Regions from separate parts of the Zea mays genome. Here region 2 is linked to region 1. A link is a contact called in public Hi-C data. All regions are on one chromosome and are shown on one strand. Each heading gives the region's core, a stretch centred on a gene start, on an enhancer-like site or on the middle of the called end of the contact. The rest is flanking DNA. Distances are from core to core; before and after follow the strand shown. Region 1 overlaps LOC100274308 (putative RING zinc finger domain superfamily protein). Region 2 overlaps LOC100383886.

Region 1 (4,394 bases), core at 1,197-3,696:
GCATGTGATGGACATGAACCACATGACAAAAGAATTTTCCTTTGTAATTTGCTTGTTCAGTTGCAGAACAGGAACTGGATTTCTTTTTCATTGACCGAACTGTTAATATTTGTGATCTATAGCTCCCAACATTACGTCATATCCATCATGGGTTGTTGCATCTATTGACTGTATATGATTCATCCCTTCATGGATTGTTGCATCAGATTTTTTTAGTTTCGCGTAACTGTATGGTTTATAACTTTATATGCACATAACTGTTCACTTGTTCAGTTAAATTATTCAAGTTCTGCTGTGTTAACTTGTTCAGTTATTTTTTTCACTTTATCAAAATGAAACTCTTGTAAGTATTTGGCACAAGGTTTACTTACTGGGTTTTAATGTACATCCTGTCTTATTGCAGATGCCTGAGCTTTTGCACTGAAATGATGTTTTTTGTTCTGATTTATGTAGATCGTTCAAGGTTGCAATTGAATAATGTGGATGCAATTACTTCCAGGACATATATCTGCAAGTAATAGCTTTTTCTGAGTTCAGAAGATTTAAATTATGTTATATTAACTCACTTTATGAATTCAAACGAATGCAGCCATTGCTACAGCAAGTTTGTTGATTTCCTGCTCTACTGGTTCCGTGTATCATTGCCCCAAAATGTATGTATACTGAGCATGCTTATGTTAATTACCTCGGTAGTCTAACATTGCACTATGTTGCAACAAGATGCTTATCTGTTAGTTGATTTGTTACTAGACCTGCTCATATTCTGGGGTTGGGCCTTAAAAGGTGCGCCACTGAAATGGCAAAGCCAAATTCCTCCTGACATGGGCTGAGCTCAAATTCTGACCTGAAGCTCAAAATAGTACAGCATGTTCTTATTTTTGTAGAAAAATATTATGTTTAAATGAAATATATGCACAAACGGAAATGAAAACATTATCTTTTTTTTCCTGTCAGAAACCTATGACTAGGTCTGACAGACATACCTAATTTCTGCAAATGGCTTACTATATATTACACCCACAAACTAAAACATACCTTCAATCAAACTCAAAAAGTCAACGCAAGGTCCCATGACGTTGATTGCACAACTGGTAGTTTGTTGGCATTAGTGTAGGCTTCCTGCATTCCAAGTTCAGTGTAAGTTTGCCCTCCCTAAGAGCTTTGGATACTGTTACACACTTCGGAGACAACTTTTAAATGCATATACCAAGAAAAAACAAGAGTTCTTGCCTACCAAATTACATGAAAAAAATTACAATTGGCCCAAAAAAAAAAAAGAAACAGCGATTGTTTATGGGATATTACTCGATATATTTAGTCGAGCAACAAATTTCAGAAACATAACTGGGTTTCAAAACTAGTTTTGTCACATTCCTGTGCTCCTAGAGTGTTTTTTTTGGGTGAAATTTTGTGTCTAAATGCTTGTGCTGTCAAACTCAACATGGTTGATACGAGTTAAGAGTTTGGTTTAACTTTACAGTTGTACGCATGGATCGATGTATGAGTTCCTTTCATGGCAAAATCCTTCATTGACTATTCGAGCTGGCCAAGAAAAAGTCCAGTGCTGACTGCCTAACTATTTGTTGCTTTCGAATACCATGATGATTTCAATAACGAATGTTTCTTACAAGAGATGCCGAGGACTTTGTGCTTGTTATTTATAAGTAGGTTCCAGTATCCTCCACTGATAGGAAGAAAAAAAACAAAAACAAAGTTAGCTTTCATTCTAAGCCGAATCTTATTATCTTCAGCACATAACAGACACATTTGTTTGTTAGGTTCCACTGGTATGCTAATGGCAATTCGTGATGTTTGTTTTTATTTTTGGTTCCAGCTTCTTCCACGTGATGCTGCGGAGAGGGAGAGCTGCTGGTACGGTTTCATGTGCCGCACCCAGCACCATCGGCCTGACCACGCCAAGAAGCTGAACCACGTGTGTCGCCCGACAAGAGGCAACCAGCCCTAGTGAGACTTGACTGTTTCTGTCACCATTGTCATCACCATCCATTGTATGTGTGTGTCATCAAAATGGTCAGGAAGTGTGGCGCGTCCATGTTTGGAACCCTTTTTGGTTTGATCCTGGCTGGACCTGACAAGGAAATTATATTGCTGCTGGTGCCGGAACCGCCGCTCTGTCGGCAGGTCCGGGGGGGGGGGGGGGGGGGGGGGGATGGTTGAATTGAATGAAAATACCCCAGGCTAGTTTCACACGCGGACGGCGTTTCTGGCGCCCATGATGATGCAGAAAATGCTGATGGGCCGATTCCTCCTGACGGCGATTGCATTCTGCTGCAGGAGTTCCAACAAAGAAAGAAAACAATAGGGGGGGGGGGGGGGGTGCCCCAGCCTTTTGTTGCCTCTTTCGTGCTGCAGTTGCTCTGAGGAAAGCAGACGGCGCAGCTATACACGAAATTCACAAGCTTTTTCGTGGCCGTAGCAGGAGGCGCTCCCCGGAAAACCTGCCTGCAGCACGGAAGTGGGTGTGGGACTGTGGGTGCTTGCTCGCTGCAGCACCCATTGCATTGCTACTCGCCATCACACATCAGTCCTGCATGCTGCTGCCAGTCCTTTTTCTTTCGTTTCATACGTACTCCGTTATTATTGGAGCGAGCTTCCAAAGCTTTCGATCTACGCTGCCGGTGGATTAGGGCTAAAATATCGCCCGCAATGATTAACACACACAAAAAAAATAACGATAATATCGTCTGCCAACAATTAGATAGATAATGACGTTTCCCGTCTCGTTAATTCTGGCTCCATGGTAGTGCCCTCTCCTTGTCCATCTTTTTATTTATTTGTTGATTCGTTGTCCTTGACGTAGCATGCGTACGGATTCCTATACCTAATTGCGACATCACGCACTAGTGATCAAACCTCCACATGTCATAGCTATGCACTTGCACATATTATAATCTAAAACTCTCTCTCTCTCTCTCTCTCTCTCTCTCTCTCTCTCTCTCAAGTAAATAAAGCAGATATGGTCGCTCTTTAATTATAACAAAGTTCTTTGTGTCACTCGTTAAACCTGTTGTTAGCTACTATAGAGTGCGTTTTGGTTCGGGTTAAGCGTTGTCACGCGAGGGAGCATAGACTAGTACGAATGTGACAAAAGTCATGCCGCCAGTCGTCCACGATACTGGGTGTATATTATATATACATGCAAAGGAATTAAAGTCGGGGGGTGATCCGATGCATCGATGGAAATTGATTAAAGAAGAAAAGCACGCACACAACCATACCACCATTACTCGACTTGCCACTAACAATTCACACCACGCTTGGAAGCGCTTGCCGAGAGCCGGATAGCCCCCTCTCCTCTGTATCTTTTTTTTTGTAAAGAATAATGCAGCGAATCTTCTGACGTACCCTAGGTTTTGGCTATAACATTTCTTGATTTCAGCGTTCTAATTAATGATCCATAGAAACACCTACAGCTAGCTAACTATAGACACAGTCTGATGCAGACTAAATTGGTTTTGTTTTCATATTTTTTGTAACGGGCTGAAAACGAAAAACAACGGTCAAAATGTGGGGTCGAACCTGCCGATTCTTCGGAAACGATAAACTCTTAGTTGGAAAGATAAGTATTTTCAAGTTTCCACAAATACATAATAAAGTGGCATTTTGCCTAATTTTTAAGACATTAAAAATACACAAACAAATAAATAATACGCTTGATGTATCTCATATTAGCTAAATCGGTTTCGTACCGTTTCTAATGGGTTACCAAACAATTCAAAAAACGAACAGGAAAAACGGTATTCGAAACAGGACGGTACAGGATTTTCCTCGTCTCGTTTTCATCCCTACACGCCTATGTGTGAAACCATAACCTCTGTTTCCTCGCTGGAATCTAGATCTTGCCCCCTGGTGAGAGATCTTAGGGTGCTCCGGGTCGACAGGTCACCTGGGACGTCCCCAGACGACGTAGAGTCGTCTAAGAATTAAGAGACAGTCGAGGATGAGGTCTCTTGGATTGACAACCAGATCTTGCCCCGGGGAGGGGTAAGATCCTATGGTCGTCTTATTTAGGAAACAATTGATTTCATGAGTTGTTTTGTTCCCGAAGTAAGGACTCAGCTCGATGCAAGTCATCGGCTCTTGTGATCAGATAATATAAATATTTGATAGAATTTTGATGCACCGAGACCGTTTCGGATTGCATCCTCTTCAGCCATGTCTGCCTGATCAACATGTCAATAGGCAAAAACTTGTGGTGCCCCAGCTCGAATAAGCAAACTGATTGAGCCAGCAATACAGATTCATCGCCGTACCACCCCACACACTACCAGAATCTGACTCTTTGTCGAGTGCTCGACGCTTTGCCGAGTGCTTTTTATTGGGCACTTGGCAAAGAAGTCTTTGTCGAGAGCCACACTCGGCAAAGTCCTACT
Region 2 (4,394 bases), core at 1,247-3,746, 330 kb after region 1:
AAGGTGACAGATGTCAGAATGGGTGGAAGTCTCATGTATACATAGCTGCTGTGAAGAATGTTTGTGAGAAGTGTAATGTCACAATTACAAAGGAAAATATTAGCTCTTGCAGAAAGACCTTTGATAAGCACTACAATATCATTAATGGTTTGTTGTCCACTAGTGGTTTTGGATGGGATTAGGAGAAGAACAACCTCAAAGTTGATAGTGACATTGTATGGGATGAGTACGTTGAGGTAAGAAAATTTTTGTTGTTCAGTTTTTGCAGTTCAATTTTTGTAGTTCAATTTTTGCACTACAAAATCTTTAGTTTTTGCAGTTCAGTTTTTTGCTGCTATAGGCTAGCTAGCCAACCAGAACCATCCATCCTCTTTCTTGCTTTTCTTTTTGCTTTCTTTGGCGTGGTTGTTTGTGGTCATACATACATTCACGCAGAGCAGAAGAGCTAGCTAAGCTAGGTGGGTGCCTGCAACGCGGGACAAAGAAAACTATTTGCTGCCTGGCAAGATGCTAATGTTGCCTAGTAGTTTATTCCATTTTTTGCAGTTTAGTTTATGTTTCAATTCCAAGTTTATTTGTTGATGTATCTTTGTAACAATTTTTTGGTAGAGGAATAAGGAAGCAAAAGGATATAGACATAAGGTTGTGAAGTTTTGGGATCTACTCAGCCTAGTGTACAATAAAGACCAAGCAAATAGAGAGGGTACTAAAACAGCAGCTGAAAGTTCAAAGGAAATGGCAAAAGAGAATGATACCGGAGGCAAGGATGCTCCATATTATGTATCTTTCTCGAGTAGTTTAAAAAGACAAAGATCATATGATTCATTTAACTCTATGTAGTGTGATAAGTTTGACATGCTTACATCTGCATTGAAAGATGACGGTCCAAAGCTACCCTCTTCCGCCGAAGTTCTCGCCGCATTACAAGAGGTTGAGGGACTTGATGAAGACACAGAACTTGAGCTTTTTATGACATCCTCACCTCTAATGCACGCAAGTTTGAGTCGATGATGGCACTCCCAATGGAAAGGAGGAAGAGGTGGCTTATGATGCAGCTAAGGAAGTGAAACAACTTATATGTGAACTTAGATCTATGTGTTGAACTGATTGTGTGAACTTGTCTTTGTGAAACTTTTGTGTGCGAACTTGATGGCTATGTGAAACTATTGTGTGCGAACTTGATGGCTTTATGAAACTACTATGTGAAGATTTGATGTCATTGTAGAACTTTTATGTGCGAACTTGATGACTTTGTGAAACTGTTATGTGTGACTTGCCTTTGTGGAACTGTTATTTGTGAACTTAATAGTTTCTGATAGTTGTAAATTGTTCATGCTCATTTTTAAGCAGATGCAAAGTCAAAAGATCCTTGTTTGTATTCAAATTCAAATTCCGTGTGCAAAGTGTCCAAACAACATCTAGAATTTAATTCTAGGAATTCAATTGCTTGTACAACCAAACAAAAATAATGGAATTGAATCACTTTCTAGTCGATTGAATTCTATATATTTCATTTCTTGGAATTTATTTCTTGGAAAAGATTTCATTTCTAGGCATCCAAACGGGTTGTAAGTGGTTTTATTTATTTATCACATATTTGAATATGTGAATTGTTTTTCGTTTATCTGAATGACTTATTCGGGTCATACAGATATTATTTATAATGAAATATTCTTCTGCAAAGAATACTACTCGTATTGCTCCTTATTATTGTTTCAGGGAAATTATACCGACCTCTTGTGACTTCACGGTTCACGCTCGGGGGCTACTGACTTCTAGTCAGATTAGAAAAAAAAACCAGTCAAAGTGATAGGATCTCCGGTAATCTATCATCATCTACTATATCAATAATCTGGATTCGACTCCAACTCACATTCTTCTTTAACTTGTACACGATTACTAATAGTGTCGTGCCTAATAGTGCTAGTGTTGTGCCGGGCCGGGCCAACCTATACTTGGTATCGACTGTGTACTGTAGACATGAGAGTTTAATAATTACTGTAGACAAAGATGTTAGGAGCTCCTATAAAATCTTTCATTACCAAAGTTTAATAATAAGGAAATGTATAAAAACTCAGTAATTTTGTCTTGAGCTTTTATTGAAGGACAAAATATGTCTTAGCCTGACTCTGCTTGATTCGGCCGCCCCACTGTTAGAAATATATGAAACCTGATAGTTATCGTCACCTCATTTCTTAGAAATATATAGTTAAGATGAGTTCGTACATGACCGCACCTTTCCTCGTAGGCATATAATTATTGCTAATATGAGAAATAAACTTATTCCACTAAATTTTAAGAAATGAACTCAGGAAGCGTCACTTTCATCGAATAAACCGAACACAGTATTTCAAATAACATGTCATAGCTACTCCTACAGTAACTTGTGCGACTGGCATCATTTTATTCAAGTTTTAGAATGAATACAGTAACAAGGTACTACGGCGCGCTGACCAAATCTGAGAACAATGCTATAGCTTGTGTGCTGCAGCCGGCTCCACCATAAGCTCCTACAGTCCTACACCTACAATATATACTAGCACTAAATTAACCCCTCCCTAATTTCATCATGTTTTTATACAGGTCATCCAGCTGACGAGCTCAGGTAACCCAGCATACAGCGGAGTGCCCGACTGACAAGACCACGACAGGAAAAAAAACCGCAACAAAGCCAAAACCACTACTCAGTTCGGCTGACACATGTTCTCCACATTGTTCTACGACACAACCAGAGGGGAATAGCGTTTCTTCGTCACTCTGCTTATGATGTCGCCTAATCCAACAACCCAGCAAGGATGTCTGCCTCACGAACTCAACAAATGATGTGGATGACAAGTGTAGCTAACGTCAGCAGCTGATCTCCCCTTCCTCGGTGTTAGGATCCATCAAAGGCGATATGCTATCCACCATCTCATGTTCTGTCCCTTCGGAATATTTCTTTGTGTCAACGAAAGTGGATGGTGATAGGCTGTTCGCCATTTCATGCCCTACAGCTCCCTGGAAGTCATCCTTCGTGCCAATAACCTTCACGGCTGATATGCAGTCTTGCATTTCATGCCCTGCTGCGTCTTCCTGGAAATCTTTCCTCGTGTTAATGTCCGCTCCCTGGAAGTCATCCTTCGTGCCAATGACCTTCACGGGTGATATGCTGTCTTGCATTTCATGCCCTGCTAAATCTTTCCTCATGTCAACGTCCATCGAGGGTGATGCGCTGTCCTCGACTTCCTGTTCCACCTCATCCTCGAGATCGTTCTTCATGAACAGGCCAAGCCTCTCCAGAGGGCTCCCTAACCCCGGTGGCAAGTCCCCATCAATAAAATCCACGATTAATTTGCCAGGTGGATTCGACTGCCACGTTTTGCTGAAGTTCTCCAGCTCCTTTAGGAAGTCACTGTTGTCAATATCAACAGTCTTCTTCATCTGCACAAGAGGAGATTTATCCCTTCATACCATCAAGCATATAAACTTGCAGGTCAGAAAACCGCAAGCAGGTTGTACCATGCGTACTGCCAGCCGTGCTGCTTCCCTTTCCTGCTCTCGCTTCACCCTCATTTCTTCCTCAAACTTTTGTTGTGCAGCTGCTTCAGCAGCCTTCACCTGAGCCTCAATCCTTGCTTTCTCTGTATTACAATGAAAACAAAATGAAGCGGTACCCATATTAGCATCCACAGGAATGGCATAGCTCATGTAAAGATGATAAAAAAAATCACAGCTTCTCAATATGCCATAATGTAGCTTCTTGACCGAATGTGCAAAGTACTGATTATATTTTCAATCCCTCAAAACAGAACTCTCGACCTCAAGATGCCTATTATTCTAGCGATATATGTACATAGATCATGTCTAAAGAGCACATAGAAGTAAATAGGAAATTTCATCAGCACAAATTGGTCGGAAGATGATAATGTCAACTTCTCAACTCACCTTACAAGTGAAAAAGAAGAATTACTCAGGAAGTTAACTTCAGCGCAGTTTATAACATGCCTTCAGTACCAGGTTCCCATCTTTAACCCCCACCAAAAACATTTAGTCCCAAGCAAGTCAAGTAGACTAAGGATGAAAACCAACAAGAAAAAAGAAAATATGATAATTCAAAAGAGGCATATAGAAATTTAGTGATAGTAAACGGCAGGTCATGTTTTGAGCATGTGGATCACTGATCTCCATGCACTAAGGCTCCAACAGCTTACTTATCTCCATCTCCTATTTCAAACCACACTATGTAAACAGTGCAGTCTACAGTACAAAAGAGTACTTTGCATGGTCATATGCATGATCTGTTGACCATAGCCTAATAGCTGAAGTTCTCAAATCCTGACTGTAACTAGTCTACCAAAAACTAGCTCATAGACCCAGTGGACTGTGACTGAGTTGCAAGGTTATTAAAGCGATAA

The links. Hi-C and Micro-C count contacts between places; a contact is called where the count stands out from the background.
Region 2: a contact with region 1 is called in a Hi-C map of ear, with 5 times the contacts expected there. The contact joins two enhancer-like sites. A contact is called at or near these places in 11 of 25 Hi-C or Micro-C datasets (ear, endosperm, leaf and 4 more) and 1 of 3 datasets of contacts at active chromatin or transcription factors (seedling).

Annotation. Positions count from the first base shown.
Region 1 is chr4:211,133,250-211,137,643 of Zm-B73-REFERENCE-NAM-5.0, forward strand. LOC100274308 (putative RING zinc finger domain superfamily protein) reads left to right here. Exons shown (of 15, transcript NM_001148671.2): 13 at 454-514; 14 at 590-653; 15 at 1,835-2,108. The coding sequence ends at 1,966. Among protein-coding and RNA genes, the nearest start is that of LOC100274308, 7.6 kb to the left of the region's middle. Within about 2 kb of position 2,447, at least 14 of the 20 cell types and tissues checked have an H3K27ac peak or open chromatin away from gene starts, as enhancers often do. A contact at or near this core is called in ear and root tip, where this site is marked.
Region 2 is chr4:211,464,930-211,469,323 of Zm-B73-REFERENCE-NAM-5.0, forward strand. It overlaps LOC100383886, which reads right to left. Exons shown (of 10, transcript NM_001346823.1): 9 at 3,499-3,620; 10 at 2,376-3,420. The coding sequence ends at 2,848. Among protein-coding and RNA genes, the nearest start is that of LOC111591370, 11 kb to the right of the region's middle. Within about 2 kb of position 2,497, at least 9 of the 20 cell types and tissues checked have an H3K27ac peak or open chromatin away from gene starts, as enhancers often do. A contact at or near this core is called in ear and root tip, where this site is marked.